3 separate regions of the Sus scrofa genome follow, and regions 2 and 3 are each linked to region 1. A link is a contact called in public Hi-C and promoter capture Hi-C data. All regions are on one chromosome and are shown on one strand. Each heading gives the region's core, a stretch centred on a gene start, on an enhancer-like site or on the middle of the called end of the contact. The rest is flanking DNA. Distances are from core to core; before and after follow the strand shown. Region 1 holds the start of METAP1D (methionine aminopeptidase 1D, mitochondrial). Region 2 holds the start of DLX1 (homeobox protein DLX-1). Region 3 holds the start of DLX2 (homeobox protein DLX-2).

Region 1 (4,657 bases), core at 1,812-4,311:
AACTACCATATAATGGAGCAATTCCAATTCTATTTCTGGGTATAAATATCCAAAGAAAACAAAAACTACTTTGAAAAGATACATACACCCCAATGTTCACAGCAGCATTATTTACAATAGCCAAGATATGGAAGCAACCTATGTGTCCATTACCAGATGAATGGATAAAGAAGATATGATACACACACACACACACACAGGAATACTACTCAGTCATAAAAAACAATTCAATTTTGCCGTTTGCAACAACATGGATGGGCCTGGAGGGTATTAAGCTAAGTAAAATATGTCAGAGAAAGACAGTGACTGTATGACATCATTTATATGTGGGATCTACAAGATAAAACAAACTAGTAAATATAACAAAAATGAAACAGACTCGAGGATATAGAAAATAAACTAGTGGTTACCATTAGGGAGAGGGAAAGAGGAGGGGCAAGACAGAGGTAGAGGATTAAGAGGTACAAATTACTGTGTATTAAATAAATAAGCTACAAGGATCTATTGTTCAGCACAGGGAATATAGCCAATATTTTATAACTATAAATGGTGTATAATCTGTAAAAAATTAGGATCACCATGTTGTATACTTGTAACTATACCTCAATTTTAAAAAGTAAAAAATATAAATCAGCTATACCTCAATTTTAAAAAGTAAAAAAAAAAGAAAAAACTCAGATATATCAATGAGTGAGGTCTGAGACCACCCTCACCCTCTTCCTTATAGCCTCTACTACCTCCTCTCCTTGGCCGAGGCCACCATACCAGGTGGGCTGCTGCTCCAACAATGGATAGGCTGGTATGCTGAGGCACTGTTTCTGCTTACAAGTCTATAATATCTTTCAAATCAAGAGGCTGGACAGGCTTGAAATGAATGCAGTCCAGACTAGGGGCCTGAGAGCAACAAAACTCCCTTGGAACAAAGTTTGGTCTTACCCTATAGCTAAGTTAGCCCTATCTGGTCCCATTCTCCTCTGCTTAATTACACTGACAGGCTGCTCAGGAGGGGCAGCATGTTATTTACTGAGTCCACTTGGATTAGGCCTACAAATGGCTATAGATCCACAAAATCTTCAGAATTTCAAGGTAGAAGGGGCTCAGGGAGGGCAATCTTTTTTTTTTTTTTTTTTTTTTCCCTAGGGCTGCACCCAGGGCATATGGAGGTTCCCAGGCAGGGTCGAATTGGAGCTGTAGCCAGCGGCCTACACCACAGCCACAGCAATGCGGGAGCCGAGCTTCGTCTGCGACCTACACCACAGTTCAAGGCAACAACAGATCCTTAACCCACTGAGTGAGGCCAGGGATCAAACCCGCCACCTCATGGTTCTTAGCCAGATTTGTTAACCACTGAGCCATGACGGGAACTCCATGGGAGGGCAATCTTATTAGAAGGGGGTGGGACTTAGTTTCATTTGCCTAGAAGTTACATGGCCCAGAAAATGACATTATACAAATCAAAAATGGGAGGGCCAGGAGGCCCTCTCCCTTGCTTCCTGGCTTTTTCTTGCCACTGCTAGAGACGAAGGAAGAGGGCACACGTGGCAAGGAGAAAGCCCCTTCATTTTTCACAACTGCCTTAAATATGACATTACTTTTCCAAAAAAAAAAAAAAAAAGAACATTTATACATTTTGTCTAAGGGTCCCCCTGGATTATGCAGTAACATATCCAGCATACTCTCAAGCGATTGGTACGGGAAACAATATTCTGCCAGCAAGTTGGCTAAAAGAGTGTTCTAGAAACTTTCTGCCTGAACATAATCATTTGAAGCTGGACCCTAACTTTACAGGGGTCCAGTCAGCTATTTAGACAGGTTCCTGTTATATGTGCAGATTATGTTTATGCAGGACTCTGTGTTCTTGGAAAGAATGTTCATTTGACTTAAAAAATGTAAACAGGAATTCCCACTGTGGTGCAGTGGGTTAAGGATCTGACACTGCTGCAGCTTGGATTCAATCTCTAGCCTGGGAACTTCCATATGCCACAGGTGCAGCCAAAAAAAAAAAAAAAGTAAATAAATACAAGTATTTCCTCATGGTAAAAGTGAACACATTGGAGGGCAGGAATGGAACTATTCTTCTAAAGCCATAGAATAAAATGCTAAGAAACAATCCTGAAATGAAATCAAAAGATTGTTTTTCTGATTCAGATAGTAAAACTGAGAAGCCAGTTCAAGAAGGAATACACATTCTTTTTGAGATTCTTTCCACTATGGTTCATTAAAAATATTGAACATAGTTTCCTGTGCTATACAGTAGGATCTTGTTTTTCATTTTATATACAGTAGTTTGTATCTGCTAATCCCAAACTCCCAATTTATCCCTCCCTCACCCTTTCCCCTTTGGCAACCGTAAGTTTGTTTTCTATGTCTATGAGTCTGTTTCTGTTTTGGAAATAAGTTCATTTGTGTCATATTTTAGATTCCACATATAAGTGATACCATGTGGTATTTGTCTTTCTGTCAGAAGAGATAAGAGTATGATAATCTCTAGGTCCATCCATGTTGCTGCAAATGACATTATTTCATGGCTTTTTTATGGCTGAGTAGCAGTATTTTTTTTTTTTTTTTTGGCCAAGCCCACAACATGTGGAAGTTACTGGGCCAAGGATCAAACCTGCACCATAGCACCAACCCAAGCCACAGCAGTGACAACACTGGATCCTTAACCCACTGGGCCACAGAGGAACTCCGAGAATTCCAGTTTTTAATCTAACATCAGATGGATGTGATGAAAGAAGCTAAATCAAGTATCAGTGGACAAGCTATCACTTGTGCAAGTTCATCTCAAGCTCATCCAGCTTCTCCACATTCTATGCTGAATTTATTGGGGATTTCCTCAATGGATTCCACTATGGTGGTGCCATCTGAGTTCTCATAGTGTTTCCTTTTCCTTCTACTTGCAGGGGAATAAATTGTGCATTTGTTTTCCAGAGATTGGCTGAGTTGAATCACATGAATGTGTGTTCTATTTCAGATGTGTCTGAAATTGGGCTTAATGCCTTCTGATGTTTCTCTAAGGATTCTGGGTTTTTTTTTTTTTTTTTTTTTTTTTTCGGTACACCTCCTGATACTTGGTGCTCTGCTAACTATTGGGCTCTTTTCCTATAGATTGCTGGCTTCAGTTACACAGAGGGCAGATTTACCATGTTCAAAAACTCTCTCCTTGGAATTGATCTGTGTTTGAAAAAGATGGGGCTTGAAGTTACTCTAAAGAGTACATTTCATTCTCATTCTTGTACATCTTTACCTCAGTGGAAAACGTTTTTTCTCTTTATTTTTCAGGGTGACCCAAAAGCATATAAAACCAGATCTCCAAGAAGTACAGATGTGTCCTTTAATGAACTACCCGAATTCACCCTCTTTAAAAGAAACACAGGGAGTTCCCTGGTGGCTCAGTGGGTTAAGGATCCAGCATTGTCACTGATGTGGCACAGGTGTGATCCCTGGGCCAGGAACTTCCATATGCTGCAGGTGTGGCAAAAAACTTCTTTTTTTTTTTAAAGTAAAAATATCAGGACTCTGTACTCATAAAAAAGAATGAGCTCCAGCATAGTGTGCTAAGATTTTATGGAAAAAGTTGTAAAAGTAAGTATATGTGATTCCATTTAAAATATTTACATATATTTGTAAAAAGCATGGAATTTGTAAAAAGCATAGTGCTTGACTCAAGAGTGAGATTTGTGGTGTGTAGAGAGGGTGAGAAAGGGGTCTTACACTTTTTTCTTTACTCATTTCTGAACTGTCTGGGTTTTTCACTGAATGTATAGTTAAATTCTTAAAAAATAATTAGGAGACATCATACACATTCACCAAGAATCCTTATTAATCTTTACTGCATTTAACAGTCTGGGAAACTCTTACATTCTCGGTTTGACTGGGTCCATGGAGAGTGCAATTCACCAGACATTCCTTGACTATCAGGCTCTTTGCTGGGTACCAGGCCACCAAGATGAATAATATCAGGTCCATGACAGGATGGAAATCTGCCCCAGAATTCATATAAAAGGAACAGTGAATTTGGTAAAAATGGGCACCATCATCACTAGGAATACATCAGCTCCCTCACTTGATTCATAACTGGCCTTCTGCAGGCTTCATCTTTTGGCAGCGCAATTGGCAGACGTCATCCTGTCATTCTTAAGAGTCAAATTTAGGATTAAGGCTCCAGCTAATACCTCTGAACGAGAGGTGTCCTTGGGGAAAGAAAAGTCTCCTGTATACCCGCTGTGGTACCCAGAATAGATTTTGCAGCTGCACACGGATCCTGTCTTGTCTGTTGTCTCCGCTGAGTAACCTACGTTTCTGGGACAGCAAAGGGGCAGCTGGTGACTTTGAACCAAATTTTACCTTTCACCTAAAATCCAGGGAAATAATTTGCAACAAAGTGGCAGACGATGCAAAGTGCTAGGTTGAACGCTAGATTGTGCTTTATTTTTTTTCCTCCCAACTTTATGTTTCCATGCACCAAAATGTTGATGCTACAAATATTGGGTACCACGCTTACCTGACAGGCTTCTTCCATCCTACCTGGGCGCGGGGGCTCAGAGCGAGCGCGCAAACCGCGGCTGGAGCCCGCCTCTCGCGGCCGGAGCAGGCTCGGCCGGCCGAGGGTTTCCCTACTGGCCCCGGTGCCAGAGCCGCTCTGCCGCCGGGACGC
Region 2 (4,807 bases), core at 1,698-4,197, 90 kb after region 1:
TCCATTTACCCTGAGATTCCCCAAGAATAATTTCATTAGGACCACAGAATTTTACCAACCACTGGGATAACATGCTTCTTGTGCAGAACGTTTTCCAAGGTAGAGATATTTTATGGTATAGGTTTATAATTCTCTTTATTAAAATGACTAATCAAGTTTAAATTTTTTTTACATATATAGGTATGTATATACACCAGCACCAGCCAAGAGTCAGCAGCTCCACAGGAAACAAACTCGAATTAGAATAAACTCGGTTTAACATGCTTTGAAGTTGAAATTAGGAAGCAGATTTTAAAATACTTTGTCCCTGCCCCCACCTCCACCCTGCCAACTGAACTAGCCCCAGACCTCACCCTGGGTTGCAGGGATTCCAGCCACTCACGGCTACTGCTACCACCAGCGGGCACCGGTCCTGTAATGTCTCCAACAGGTTCTACTTGGAATCCCGGGCTCTCAGGATAAATGGAAGAGTTTTGTTTCCTCTCAGAGTTGGAACAGGAGAAGATCTAAGCAAACCGGCATTTCAGAACAGGTGTCGCCTTAGCGATGGGAGTAGGGAGGGATCCACCCGGGGCTCTTAGAGATAAGATCACACATTGAGAAGATAGTCAAGGGCGGGCATCTTGGCGCCTGAGGGCCGCGGCTCAGCCACTCCTCCCCGGACTTGTTTCTCTGGGGCTAAGAAATAATTCCAGCGGTAGACACCCCCTCGCCCAGATATAATTAATTTGTAAAATAAGCTCTGAAACCTTTTCCCTTGCAGGTCCTTTGTTCCCTGAAGCCAGCCCTGTCCCCTGCTCTGAGAAAGACTTGGATTTCCCCTTCCAGATGTGGATGGCCGAGAGCCCTGGAGACCGTCGCGACCCGAGGCCGCCTCTCCCCTTTTCCCCGCTCTGCAGTTCTCTGGAATAAACTGGCCCTGGACAGCCTAGCCGTCGGGTTTCCTCACGCGTTGCCCTGAGCACCCAGAATCGCCAGTCCTACTTCCATCCGTCCCAACCCCGACCCCGCGCCAGTCGCAGCGATCACTTACGTGGGCAGGGCCCGCGAGGAGACCAGGGGCCCCGGCGGCATCTGCTGCTGTGCAGGGCGCACCGCACTCCGTACCCCAAAACAGGCGCTAGGAAAGAGCAATTAAAACCACAAGTGCAACACGGCAATCAAGAGGAGTGGAACGGCTCCGGGAGTTGTCTGGTGGCGGAGTCATTAGCTGGTTGTTGCTACAAAGCCTCACCGTGTGGTTCGGTGATTAAGGAAAAAAAAAAAAAAGAAAGAAAGAAAGAAAAATCTTTTTAAACGTTGGCAAACCCGTTATTGGTTTGGAGGATTGGTTGTTTTGATTTGCTTTGCTTTTGTTTTTCTTTTTGCTCCAACCACTGCTGCCTGAAATACTTCTACCCCCCAACATCGTACACTTAAACCAAAGGAGAGGAATTCCGCGGGCAGCAGCTGCTGCTACAGAAGTTAAAAAAGAGAAGCCCCTTCCGTTGATATCTGTAACGACAGCACGGATGTAATTTGTTTTGAATGTTCATTTTTATTGGTGTTCCCTCTGCCAAAATGTGCTTGATTACAGAGGTTTGTCCTGTGATCACTGCGCACTCTAGACAGGGGAAGGTGCCTCGGCGAAGGTTCAGCTCAGGCCAGATCAAATCCGGGGCTGTTTAACGCTGAAAGGCTGCATGTTGCTATTAGTGTTAAATATATGGCTAATTATGCGTATGAAAATTAAACATCAGTGTTATGCTAATGGGGCGCCTTCAGCTGCGGATCTGAGCACTTGAGACTACCATTTAATCAAATGAATCAGTAACTAATACATCTGCACGTGTGAACTTTCACAAGATCATTTCCCCGTTCTCGTCACACGCTAAATTATGAAAGAAATAATTATCAACACTTTCTAATTACCTAACAAAGTAATTTGGGATTCACCGTGGGGCTGGCGGGATGGGGAACCAACAGCCCCTCACAGCCAGCGTGGTGCGCGCCACGCCTCACGGGGGTGGTTGTGTTGTGGTGGCTGCGGGGGCTTTTGTGTGCTTTTCTGTACCTAGCGCCCCAGAAGACAGAAGGCGCCGCGGCAGCTTTTGCCTTCACCAGCCCTGCCCCAGGCCCAGTGGCGCCCGCTTTGACCCCTGGAGATGAGGAGGATCCTGGGCGACAATGAGAGACGTGTCTACACACAGATACTCGATCTTACAACTGGCCTGGTTTTGCCGCGGGTTTCGGTGTCCCCCAGGACTCCTACACCCTGGGTGCTCTCGCCAGACCCCAGGAGGCCGGAAAATGACCACCTGGCGTCCTCAGCCCAAGCAGAATTGAGCCCGCCAACTCCTGGGCTCTACTCTGCGCCGCGCCTTTGGGGCGAGTGAGCCGGACGCTTGGCTCAGAGGGAGTGGAGAAGGGAGGGGGAGGCGGAGGAAGGTTGGGAGGGAAAGAGGGGGGGTGTGGGTTGGGGGGAGGGGGCGGTACGGCCGTCTTTCCTGGGAGGAGAAGCGCGGGTTCCTGGCTCCGCGCGCACTGCTTTAATCAGACCGGTGTAGCCTGGAGCTGGAGTGGCCAGCTTGGCCTGGAGCAATGCGAGCGGGCCCCAGGGAGCGGCGGCGGCGCGGCGGCCGAGTGAGTGAGTTCGCCCGGAGGGCCCCAAACACGCCCCCAGGGATGTGGCAGAGTGGACCCAGGTCGGGGAGGCGCCGCCAGGAGAGCGCTGCTCAAGGCACAGGACTCTCTGGAGGACAGCGCTCTATTGACCGCCTCCGGCGCAACCATTGCGCGACTCTGGGCTCCAGAGGCCGCAGTAAGGCTCGAGAGCCGCCCTAGCTCAGCACCGGACTGGGTAGCTGCGGCTAGGAGAAGCGGTGCGCTGGTCCCCGGTGTTGTGGGGGCGGGCAAAGGGTGGGGACAGTAGGAGGGGGAGGGCAGCAGAGCGGAGCCGCTGCTTGGTTTCTGGGAAGTAAGGGGCGCCGGGGAGGTGGGAGGCTGAAGAGCCGCGGGCCGCGTAGGTCCCGGAGCGAGCGCCGCAGCCCATTGTGCGCCCCACGCGGCGCGCTCTGTTGCAGAGGAGCCCCGGCCGGGAAGTGTGGATGCGTCTCTCCCGAGGCCGAGCCGCCTCGCCCGCTCTAGTCCAGCGGAGCCGGAGCGCCTCGGACCAATCCCCGGTGATTATGCAAGACAGCGGACCAATCAGCTCCGCCAGCTCATGAATATTTATGACCTTGGCTGAGTCAAAGCTTTGAAGCGAGTTTGGGGAGCTCGGCAGCATCATGCTTAGACTTTTCAAAGAGGCAAACTCCATTTTCTTATGAATGGAAAGTGAAAACCCCTGTTCCGCTTAAATTGGGTTCCTTCCTGTCCTGAGAAACACAGAGACCCCAAAAAGGGAAGCAGAGGAGAGAGAGAGACCCACACCTAGACCCCGCGAGAAGAGATGACCATGACCACCATGCCAGAAAGTCTCAACAGCCCCGTGTCGGGCAAGGCGGTGTTTATGGAGTTTGGGCCGCCCAACCAGCAAATGTCTCCTTCTCCCATGTCCCACGGGCACTACTCCATGCACTGTTTACACTCGGCGGGCCATTCGCAGCCCGACGGCGCCTACAGCTCGGCCTCGTCCTTCTCCCGACCGCTGGGCTACCCCTACGTCAACTCGGTCAGCAGCCACGCGTCCAGCCCCTACATCAGTTCGGTGCAGTCCTACCCGGGCAGCGCCAGCCTCGCCCAGAGCCGCCTGGAGGACCCAGGTACGTGAGCCTGCCAGGGAGAGGAAGAGACAGGAAGGGAGGGAGGGAGAGGAAGAGGGAGAGAAGAGAGAGAGAGAGAAAGAGAGAGAGAGGGGGAGAGAGAGAAATGGGATGGGGGTGGGGAGGGCGCCAGGCAGTAGAGGGAGGTTTCGGGTATCAATCCCTGTCGTAGCAAAGATACTTTAAAAATATATAATATGTCCACCCAACTTGCAACTATCCAGCAAAGGATAAATCCGAGAGCGTCCCCTGACACTGGCTGGGCCTCTGGGCGGCTCCATGCGTGGAAAACACAATGCCCCGCTGGAAAACAGAAACCCACATGTGCACGTATTAGTCTCGGTAATTATTTATTGCGTAGCGCTATAAACAATGTATGCAATTAAGGGTAATTAAACCTCAACTACCGCCTGCAAAAATTGCAAACTTTTCCTGCAAAGGCAAGAGTTGCGCGCCTGTGAACTGCCCCAGTTCGCTTGCAGCGGCCAGGGGCCTGCCCTTTGGACTTGGCGGAACCCTTCCCTGACTTTCAGAGTTTCTTGAGCATTCTCACTCCTGGCCCAGCCTCTGCCATCCCTCTGCTGTCACTTGCTATCAGCTCCACGCACTAAAGTTGGTCCTTTGCATTAACAACGGCCCCCACATCTGCTGTTCCTTCAGGGGCTGACTCCGAGAAGAGCACTGTGGTGGAAGGCGGTGAAGTGCGCTTCAATGGCAAGGGGAAAAAGATCCGTAAACCCAGGACGATTTATTCCAGTTTGCAGTTGCAGGCTTTGAACCGGAGGTTCCAGCAAACTCAGTACCTAGCTCTGCCCGAGAGGGCGGAGCTCGCGGCCTCCCTGGGACTCACGCAGACGCAGGTACCTCGCCGCTGCCCCACCGTGGCGCCAAGCAGGCTTCCCTTGGCCCACCTGCGCCCAGAGTTCCATTTCTTGCTCTATGTGCCTCAGGGGTCCGTGTGCGTGCGTGCGTGCGTGCGTGTGTGTCCGTGTGTGTCCCACCCCTGGCTCTCCCATCGCCTTTGCTTCCTCAATAGTTCTCTCTGCCCTGGCTCAGTCACTGCA
Region 3 (4,288 bases), core at 295-2,794, 110 kb after region 1:
TCGAAATCCTTAAAATCACTTCTAAAAATATTTTAAAGACACAGTCTTGAACCCGCCTGCTTCTCGGCCATCCCCGGCCAGCGCCCTCCTCGTGCCTCCCAGGCCGCGAGCCCTCACCTGAGTCTGGGTGAGGCCCAGAGACGCCGCCAGCTCGGCTCGCTCGGGCAGTGCCAGGTATTGAGTCTTTTGGAAACGCCGCTGAAGAGCTGCCAGCTGGAAACTGGAGTAGATGGTTCGAGGTTTCCGGACTTTCTTTGGCTTCCCGTTTACTATCCGGATTTCAGGCTCGAGGTCCTCTTTCTCTGCAGTGAAGCGGAATCATGAGAACCGCGCGATCAGGGGAGCCCAGGAGTTCCCGCCCGCCAGGAGGGGAGCGTGGAACCTGGCCTAAGCTGGGAGGCGGGTTCTTGGGGACGCTCTGCGGCGCTCAGGCACAACTTCGCCATGGGCGGACCCATGCCGCCACCAAACCAGGGAGCTAGCTCCTCCAGGGAAGGGAGGACGGGAGCAAAAGCGGGAGAAAAGAGCAGCAGGTGGTAAGGAAATGAGGTTACCGAGGCATGCACAGTGCACCCATTCGGCCGCCGAGGCGACCTGGTCCCACAAACTGAGTACCGAGGGACATACCCAGTGATCCTCGGCCGACTGGAAGTTGAGGAGGTAAAGGGCGAGGGGCGAGCGGGGAGCCGGCAGAGTGAAAGGCGAGGGCTCCGGATGGACCCCTGCCCCAATCATTTTTATCCCACCCATCCCAGTAACCAGACCGACTTTGCACCCTAGATGTCAACCACGCATACCAGGTTCGTTGTTGGCCGGGGACGAACTGGTCCCGTAGGGCGCGTAGGAGGTGTAGGCGGCGGTGTAGCCCAGGTCGTAGCCACTCTTGGCTGAATAAGGGACGTTGTTGAGGCCGCTGGCGTGGTACTGGTAGGAACCCATGTGCGCGTAGGGTGAGCCCCCACCGCCGCCTCCGCCGCCCGCTGGGTGTTGCTGGTTGGTGTAATAGCTGCTGTCGGTAGCTGTGGACACCGGGAGGGTGGGCGACTCCTGGGGCTTGTGGAGGCTGCTGCCGTTGCTGCCGCCGGGGCCAGCGCCGCCGCCGCTCGGGGGCTGCTGGTGCTGGTGGTACGTGCTGGAGGCCGTGATCTGGGTCGAGTGCATATCAGCCACCAGACTGTCAAAGACTCCAGTCATCCTGGCCCGGGACGGGAAAGAGCCGGGGTGGCGGGCGCGAGGGGGGTAGTGAGGCGCCTCCTCCGTCTCTCGCAGTCCCCTCCAGCAGCCAATGTAATTACAGTGGGGGAGGGGGGAGGAAAACAAGAAATGTAGCAATGGTCTAGGCAACTCCTCCTCCGGGGGAGGCGATCACCGTGCACTGCTCTGGACAGCTGCCGCGGGCCGCATCCTCTCTCCGCCTCTCGGGCCGCTCGGTCCTTTGCCCCGCGCGGGCTCGGGCAGGGGGCGGGCAGTGGAGGGGGCAGGGGTGGCGGGGCCTGGCCAGGGCTCCGGGAGGTGGGAGCAGGTGAGCTGCCGGGAGCTGCTTTACGATTGTCTGCGGGGCGGGCTCCTGCAGGGTGGGCATTTAACACTCGTCACGTGAGCTCAGGCGACGTCACCTAGCAACAGCCAATCGAAAGCGCCGGGCCGCGAATCTAAGGGCGCCCAGGAACACCCGACGGGGGGGGGGCAGTGTCACTGTGCGGGCGCTGCTGCTGCCTTGGTCTTGGGTGCAGACTGGCGGCTGCTGAATATGACTTACTGGGCGAGGAGTGGAGTGGGGGCGGTGGGGAGTCAGGGTGGCCAGCTTCAGGAGGTCATAAGGCGTGAAGATGGAGACCGGCATTTCGCCTCAGAGGAAGAGGAAATTGGGGTCTCCCATTCCATTCTGCGTACAAGTGCCAACCAATTCCAGTGATTCGTACCTTCATGTCCGAGGTCAGCTTTCCAACATTAATTAAAGGAAAGCAGTGTCGAAAGCCCAGCCAGCTCTAGCTCCGCTTTTCCTCAAAGGGTCTGGTGTTTACTATTTTCAGCCACTCTGCACTCCAGCCAATTGATTTGATTTAAATTATCCATAAACTACGGATAATACCTGCTTCCTAACCGACCCACAGAGATATTAGGACAATTAATTCGATACTATTTAAACTATTTTCCTTGTCGTTTGAGAGAAAAGCTATATAAATTCAAAGGTTGCTCTTATTATTAAGGTTATTGCTAATGATATATTTGAAACCGTTTTCCCTTGTACTTTTCTGACATGCAGAGACTCAGAGTAATTACGTGTATCTGGTGGCTAATTGACAACTGATAAAACGATCCTGAGGATTTCCTCTATAGGAAAGCTAGACTAAACTGACCAGATGGCCTTCAAAGTACATTCTAACTTTATAATTCCACGTTTTTACGAAAAAGGAAATGGGATAATTTTTCAGTGAGAGAGTCATCTCGATGCTACAAAACTTGGTACGTTTACAGAAACAAATAGAAAAGTTTTATCTCTCGCACTTAACCCTGTTTTTACAATTTTTTCACTTTAGGACCATGTTTTGCCCTATCATCGCAATTTCCTCTTTTAAGTCTCAAGTGTCGACCTCCTCTCTATCTCTATTACCTGGTGATTGGGAATCATGGCCCAGAGTGGAAGAACTCTCGACTTTACTGAACTCCGCAGTTCCTGCCTTGTGGCGCCACCTGGTGGAGGTGTTTGTGGTTGCGGCGGGACCAGTAGACGGTTTAATCACGCCTAGGCGCCAGTCTTTGAAACACCCCAAAAGAACAAAATAGTAATTAAAAGCCACAAAATTGTGCTAGTGCGCACCATCTGAAGCACCCCTTTCTAAAGACATAACATTTTGCTGAAAGAACTTGTTACAACAACTGCCTAATGGAAAACAAGTTGATACTTTGAAAAATATCATCTTTGGTTTTCTTCCCCAGAAAAAGCAAGTGTGTAATTAAAACTCCAGCATCCACACAGAACACTCTCTGCAGAATAGTGAGGTGGTAATCCACCTTCAAATCTTCCAGATTTAGTTCTTAGTCTTCCTTTTGGTTTCAAAATGCCCCTGGATGAAGAGGGCTGAGCTAGATAGAAAGCTTTGGGAGATGGGGCTCACCGCCATGGGACATATAGCCTGCTGCTTTGTGGGCTCCAGTCACAAAGTTAACCTCTTGATATTTAATCAGGATTGCCTTTTGGTGTCTTGACACCAAATTCCAAGTTTTTCTGTCACCACAGTGGTAGCTGTTTTGACCTGAGTTTGAAACTTGTTTTCCCCGTGAAAGTGAAATATAAAAGATCTAATTTCTGTAGTCTTGCCTTCTCTCTTTCCTCTGTTCCTCTCTTCCCACCCCAGACATGTCTTCCAGATCTATTCATGGTGGCAAGTGTGTTGTTTTATTATCTATGACAACCTGCATTAATAGCCTAAAGTCCAGGTCAGCGGAGATCTGGAAAATAGCCCCTTCCTTGAAGGAACTATGACCCCAGGCCCCCATTAACTGGACAGCAAGGAACTGTGTGCATGTGGGAGAAAAGACCAGAGGCAATGAACAAAGAGAGAGAGAGGCAGAATTTACAACTGCACTTGAAGAATCAAGAAAAGACTTGAGACATTAATTCTGATAATCTGGACACAAATCTGGGTTTGCCTAAATTATCTGATCATTGCATCACACTATTCACATGACTTCTTCACTTTGGTCTAAAGTCAGGGAGACAGCAGTAGAGAATCTACACTCTTGTCTGCAGTTCAGAGCAGTTATGCTTCTCTCCACAGTGATCAGAGAGGGGTTTAGCGGGGCTCAGACAGCGTTTGGGGGAATGGAGATGGATCCCTGCAGCCAAAATTCCTGTTCGGCCTCAGGGCACTCTCCTTTTCTGCTCTGCTTTCGGGTTTTCTCTCTCTGCCTGGGCTGGCTTGCTTATTATTTGTTTATTTAACACTGAAGGGACCCGAAGGAGGATGGGAGAAGAGGGAGGGGCTCAGTGTCTCTGCTCTAATCATATATGATCTAACACTATCGCTGAGACCTTTCCACTTTGGATCCCATGCCCACCAGGTTGTCTGGAAGGCACTTTGGTCAAAGAGTCTCACCATCGCCTGCCTCCCTTGGGAACCTTGTGAGAACCCTTGCAGGCAAGGACGGAATTATTGTTCCCATTGTAAAGATGGACACTGAGGCTCCAGGGTAGAAATGACTTCCTTTGAGTTAGGTACCCTTCCTATCTCTGTTGATATAGTGCAAACCACAAGGTATTTACTGCAAGCCTTGGTTGAACAGC

The links. Promoter capture Hi-C pulls out the DNA fragments that hold promoters and counts their contacts. A called contact is a pair of places that touch in the nucleus more often than the background predicts.
Region 2: a promoter capture Hi-C map of fetal skeletal muscle shows a contact between it and region 1, with 3 times the contacts expected there. The contact joins the promoter of DLX1 here to the promoter of METAP1D in region 1. A contact is called at or near these places in 2 of 5 promoter capture datasets (fetal skeletal muscle and liver) and 4 of 47 Hi-C or Micro-C datasets (brain, embryonic fibroblasts and heart right ventricle).
Region 3: a contact with region 1 is called in a Hi-C map of liver, with 2.6 times the contacts expected there. The contact joins the promoter of DLX2 here to the promoter of METAP1D in region 1. A contact is called at or near these places in 1 of 5 promoter capture datasets (liver) and 5 of 47 Hi-C or Micro-C datasets (brain, embryonic fibroblasts, liver and 1 more).

The regions. Positions count from the first base shown.
Region 1 is chr15:78,093,640-78,098,296 of Sscrofa11.1, forward strand. It overlaps METAP1D (methionine aminopeptidase 1D, mitochondrial), which reads left to right and starts at 3,062. Exons shown (of 10, transcript XM_021075524.1): 1 at 3,062-4,657.
Region 2 is chr15:78,183,749-78,188,555 of Sscrofa11.1, forward strand. It overlaps DLX1 (homeobox protein DLX-1), which reads left to right and starts at 2,948. Exons shown (of 3, transcript XM_013984283.2): 1 at 2,948-3,743; 2 at 4,404-4,603. The coding sequence starts at 3,431.
Region 3 is chr15:78,202,720-78,207,007 of Sscrofa11.1, forward strand. It overlaps DLX2 (homeobox protein DLX-2), which reads right to left and starts at 1,545. Exons shown (of 3, transcript XM_003133477.4): 1 at 798-1,545; 2 at 118-302. The coding sequence starts at 1,194.